Linked DNA regions of Anas platyrhynchos: region 2 is linked to region 1. Evidence: chromatin contacts called from public Hi-C data. All regions are on one chromosome and are shown on one strand. The core of a region is the stretch at or near the end of the contact, and the rest is flanking DNA. Distances in the headings are between cores, read along the strand shown.

Region 1 (2,865 bases), core at 247-2,746:
TTGCCTGAGAAATGACCAGCACCATAACTTTTTAATGGTATGTTCAAAAATACACATCATGGGGAATTAGCCTGGCACATCGTGAATGGTAAATGATGGGGAAGGGTGGAGGAGAAAGCATGCAGTCCAAGCTGATGTTTGTCTCCATCTACAGGGGATGCAAAGGACATGTTGGTAAGCACTTAACTGGTCTATTTCAGCTGCAAATACAGATTTGCAGTGTGTTTTACTCAGGATGTAGCTGGCTCCAGATCCCTAGCTAAATGGAGAGATGCCTATGCTTGAGTTTTTCTCTTCTAAGTGATTCTGGGAAATCAGAAATCTCTTACTGTTTCTGGAAAATGCAGTCTTGATACTTAAATCTTTAGTTCTATATATCTTTCACTCACCTCATCAGTTCTTTTTGTGTTTGACTCTTAATTCCAAATGAATTTTGACTTTCAGTTCTGGGCCTCAGCTGCCTGTGCTTTCCCAACTGTGGCCCTAGGAAGGAGTGCAGAGGAAAAGGACATGGGTTTGAGCAATACCCACCCAAAAGAGGATTATTGCCCCTACTGCTGGTCAGCTCAACTAGCTAAAGCCTAGTCACCTATGCCTTCTTAAGAGCTGGTGAAGAGAATAGGTATCTCCTGTGGGTGTAGTTGTGTGTGTGTTTTTTTTTTTTTGTGTGTGTTTTTTTTTTCCTTCAACACAGAAATGGACTACTTCTTGTGCCCAACCCTGCCACCAGGAGAGGGCCACTTGGAAACTCTATGGTAATGTTCTCATGCCTGCCAAATCTAATTTCTCTTTGCCTCCTCTATCTTGTTTGTCACTTCCAGATGTGCATTTCTATACCTGTGGCATGCAGGATCAGATGAGTCATAACGTTAATGACAGATTTTTATTAACAGAGCAACTGGTTTAGCATAGCTGATACTATTTTTATCAAGAACTGGAGGTCTACTGGGGCTCCCCGTGCTCGCCATCAAGCTGAGAGGTGGTTTAATGAACTGCCTCCTCTACGGGTTGGCTCACACTTAATTCTGAAAAATAAATTACTGCCATGCTAGTTAGTCTGTTTTCCCTGCAATAATATCATCGGGGTGAATTTAATACGGTATCAAAGTTTTGGCTGGGTTTTATGTTTCACTTGAACCTTACTTGAATACCCCGTAGTTACAACACTGGGTCATGAGGCACCTCATTTGCCAGGTCTGCCCAAATGTAGTAGTTATTTTTTTCTTTGCCTGCCTTTGAAATCTGCCAGTTAAATAATAAAAGAAAATTATTCATGAAATAGGCAATGTTGGACACGCTCCTGACAGTTACACAAGAAGGAACTGAAGCTCTCAGGGAAACAGAAGCTCTTAAATTTTGGCAGCATTCAGTAAACTGTCTCACATTAATAAATAACTGACATAATTTTAAACTTTTTACTCCTTTACAGATGCCTCTCACTTGGCAGCTGGCCTCTTCCCAGCCAAGTCAGGAGTAAAAACTCCCAATGATTACAGCTGGCCTAAGGGTCAGAAGGCTGAGGCAGGATGCTGCAGTGCTCTGGGGGGGAGCAGAGAGCAGCAGCCACTCAGAGAAGCCCCCGCGAGTGAGAAGGTTCAGCCTGATCTTCTTTAAAAGCTTTTGCTCAGCTTTTTAATCTCAGGCCTGGATGCACTCTGTGGGGATCTGCTTCCAGCTCTGCTTTGCTGGCTCTCTTCGCTCATATTTCATTCTAAGAAAAACAAGCTGTGTGGTAGTGGCAGCTGTGTGGGTCAGATTTGGGGAGGTGAGGTGTGCATCCAGGCAAATCAATACTTGCCAGAGGGGATAAGGCGGCCATACCTTCCTTTTCCTTTCCCCTAAATCAGCCCCCCTCAACCCATGTGTACACAGTCTCACACGTTGTGAGATGATGTTGTTGTGCAGCTGTTAGTGCTGCATCCACTTCTCAGTGCCTGCGGACTTCAGGGGGAAGGAAAAATGTTCCTTGCACTTTATAGACCTGTAGCTGGTGTGCAAGGGTAGAGACACACCTATACCAGGCAGAATAAAAATCCCACTCCAGTATTTAAACCTCAAGTTGTAGTCTCAGTGTTGTCTTTTCCCAGTCTTCCCCTCCCCCGCCTAAAAAAAAAAAAAAAAAAGGCTAAATTTAGGTAAAGATCGAAAGAGGTTCCAGGGTGGTTCCTGGTTTTGCCTGAAAATTCACAGTGTCCCAGTTAGGTGGCACCTCCTGATATCACCCTCAAGGAATTTCTTCTGTGTTGTGCAGGATTGAGCCTGCAGCTCATATACTGGCCTTTTGGTTCAATGTGAATTTGGAGAAATCTGGGATTTGAACCATAGTAACTGAAGCAGAAATTTGCCCTTAGCAAATGTGCTACTGTTTCATAGGGCTCTTTACTCGCTTGTTTAATGTAACAAATGCACCAGTTTTCTAACAACAATTTTAAAAGCCATTCATCAATAAATCCATTGGGCTGCTTGGCTTGTGTTACATGCCACTGATTAACTACCATTAAATTAGCAGTTAGTGTAATCAGATATAAACATTCCTTTGTGGCTAAGCTGTTAAACTTTTTTCCTTTTTACAATTGCATGTAACACATGTCGGCACGAGACAGACTCAGTAATTTCACATTACTGCAGCTAAATTATGTTTGTGGGCTCCAGAAACGCTTCTGGTGCTACCAGGCTCGTAAACACCTACCTGGCAGGGAAAAGCTACAACTTCTGCCCCAGAGCACTGGGAGTTTAACAGAATTCAGCATAGTACAGTGACTGAATTTATTGCATAAATCTATGCATTGGCTACGAACAAGCAATTGATACGAGGAGTTCAGAACAGATTTGCTGCCCTTCTCAGCTGATTTTTGCCCTGGATCG
Region 2 (2,865 bases), core at 184-2,683, 170 kb before region 1:
TTATGTTCCTAAGTGGTACAGCTGAAGGGTTACAGGTTGGTTATCAAAGTGCCTTTAAAAAGGGAATTGTCAGAAGTTAACGTGTATGAGCAATATGTCTTTACATAGCAATTTTCATGGGTTATCAGAGCAAAATATGACTTGCTTTGACCGTGGTACCATCATAAGTTCTTACCTTGAAGAATTCAACCTCCTACATTTACAACCTATTCAGAGTCCCTTTGGAGGTTTTAAACACAGCATGGTAGGAAGTTGGTTAACAGCAAATAAACCTGTGTGCTGACCTGCCCATGTGCTAATAATAAGTCATGAGTCTGCTTTTTAAGAAACTCTGTCACAAATGGTGGTTGAAAAAATAAATGAACGACTGAATTCCTACAGATAAGACCATCCAGATGGGACTGCTGGGGGATAGGTTAATGAGTTGGCCTCTCAGCCTTGACGGTGTTCCTTCAAAAAAGGGGCACATGTTGTTCAGACAAGCCCATGGCCTCCCTTTTCCAAAGGTGAAATTTACCATGGAGAGAAGGGCCAGTGAAAGGTCTCTGCCTCAGGCTTGCATGGGGCTTGACTGCCAGATAAGGTTTTGTGCTATCAAACCTAATTTTTAGGGAGTAAACTAGCCCTTTTGGTGAGTTTCTGAACAGCAACCAAGCCTTGGCATGAAACTTTTGTGTAAGCTCTTCTATATACTCCTGTTTCTTAAAGATGTGCAGAGGCCTGCATTTATGGGTTAGGTAGGGGATATGTGATTATCTTGCTTTTGCCTTTTAATGAATGTTCATAAAGGCTCTATGTGTGGGAAATTGGCCATTATTTTTTTGCAAGAATTGGATGGCTTTAATTTCTAGCTTTGTTTTTTTGTTATATCACTATAGTAATTAGTTCCACTTTTCCATAATACTAATCAGTTCAGCATTTTCTGAAAGGACTTTCTGTACTGCAGAAATTACTTCCATTTGCATGGAATGTTGGATTTGCTTAAAATAAGAAATGACGTTTTTGGCCAGTAGATGCATTAGATATTAGGTACCTATGTTTTTTGGGGGAGATGTGGCAAAAGAATAACACCAATAAAAACAACAATCTGTAGGTATTATCTGCATTGCAACAGCATTTCAGATTCTGGCAGTATGTGGTGGTATATGGTTTATGCTCTGAACAAAAACATAACGTGGATAACATGAACTGAACTCCTTGATTCTGGGAGTTGCTTCCTCTTTTGGCTGATGGACAATTTACAGGGTTAGTTCCATGATTTCTAGTGTCTCAAGAGTGCATTAGAGTTTCACAGCAGGAGATTTGTAAAAGGGAAAGGAATGGTGTACAGGGAATTAAAAGGTCTGTAAAACTAGAGGCACTCTCTCCTGTGAGGAGTGATCTTGTCTAAATCAATAAACGTCCATGGTCTGTGTTTTTCAGCTGTGATTATTAGGACTGCGTGTTCAGTCAGTGAATTCTGAACAGAGCCAATATTGGCTTAATAACACCAAAAGATGTATTTACAGTTATTTGTCCAAATTCTGAATAACTCTTCCTTTTGTTCTCTGTCCTTTGCTATTCCCAAACTATAATGCAAACACATTTTGGCTCAGAAGTCAGTGAAATATTTCTAGGGATGCTTAACTGCAGGCATACAACTACTCCAGTTAACATTTCTAAAACTTTCTACAGGCTTAAAGGTAGGCACATCTTTGGATGGTTTGCTGACTCCAAGACTCATTTTTTCTTAAGTACTGGGAGAAGAGAACATTATATTTAATGACTGTGGCATGTGCAATAAAAGATGTTCTTGGATAAAGAACATTATTATATGCCATTCATTTTGCATTTTTCTTTATTCACCATTACCTGGTCCCCTGCTGAACTGTTTGTCTTGGAACAAAAAACAATAAAGGAGTATCAAAGGTGCACCCTGATATAACAAGTAGTCAAAGGCAATGACTGAGCAAAAAAATCTTTAAAGTCCAAGATTTATTTTGCAGAAATACTATGTAAACATTTGGAAAAATGGAATATAGCTAAAAAACTAGGAAGCAGGAAAGAAAGGGCTATGCGTATGTTTTCACTGAAAAAGGGTATTTTTTACAGCAACGTAACTGGTGCCTGCTAAATCTTACTCTGCAAAGTCCTACACACATTGCAGGTTTCTACCACGCAGTACCTAGGTAGGGTTGTCTCTCTTCCATTCAGCAGTGACTGACATTATCTACTCTGATCTCTTAGGCTATAGAGCTTAGATTCTTCTAAGTGGGAAAACTAACATTTAATAATGTAAAGTTAAGAAACTATCACAGCAGAAAAAGAGTAATATTGGTCATGTAGTGAAAACCTATGTTCATTTATGATGGTTACTTAAAGCTGTTCTAATTCCAGGGTAGCAGCTAGGGAAATGAAATTTATAGGTATTAGACAAAGACACAGTTACAGCTGTGTACTTAAAAGTAAGAACATGAAACAGAAAACCAACTAGCTGGTTATGAGAAGGACATGTTGTTTATGAGCTGTTCAGTTACATTTTCTGCTGATCCATCTGCTTGTGGAAATCCTTTGCCATCCCTTGAAGACTAAAATATCATTCTGAAGATAGAAGTAGGATTCGAGTAGTACCATTCTCCCTAGATATCTTCTGATGAGGTGTCAGCTTCCTTTTGGCTGAGTCTGGAGGATAGATAAGGGACTGTGGTTACAGGCACAAAGGGCTTTTATGACAAGGTGAGAAAGAGAAAGTTTCAGATTAGCAGGAATTTGTATCTTTACTATGCTTTTAACTTCAGTTTCAAATCTTAAAACAGATTTTCACTGGTATGTGAACTCAGTGAACTCATGTCCTATTGCGTTTTAATTTCATCACGCTGACTCTCT

Evidence for each region. Hi-C and Micro-C count contacts between places; a contact is called where the count stands out from the background.
Region 2: a contact with region 1 is called in a Hi-C map of subcutaneous adipose tissue, with 2.2 times the contacts expected there. The contact joins two enhancer-like sites. A contact is called at or near these places in 2 of 8 Hi-C or Micro-C datasets (skeletal muscle and subcutaneous adipose tissue).

The regions. Positions count from the first base shown.
Region 1 is chr3:42,834,247-42,837,111 of IASCAAS_PekinDuck_T2T, reverse strand. All of the region lies in intron 9 of LOC110351925 (a long non-coding RNA gene), which reads left to right. Among named protein-coding and RNA genes, the nearest start is that of PKDCC, 21 kb to the right of the region's middle. Within about 2 kb of position 1,496, at least 1 of the 8 cell types and tissues checked has an H3K27ac peak or open chromatin away from gene starts, as enhancers often do. A contact at or near this core is called in subcutaneous adipose tissue, where this site is marked.
Region 2 is chr3:43,003,604-43,006,468 of IASCAAS_PekinDuck_T2T, reverse strand. All of the region lies in intron 2 of LOC110351925 (a long non-coding RNA gene), which reads left to right. Among named protein-coding and RNA genes, the nearest start is that of BICRAL, 87 kb to the left of the region's middle. Within about 2 kb of position 1,433, at least 1 of the 8 cell types and tissues checked has an H3K27ac peak or open chromatin away from gene starts, as enhancers often do. A contact at or near this core is called in subcutaneous adipose tissue, where this site is marked.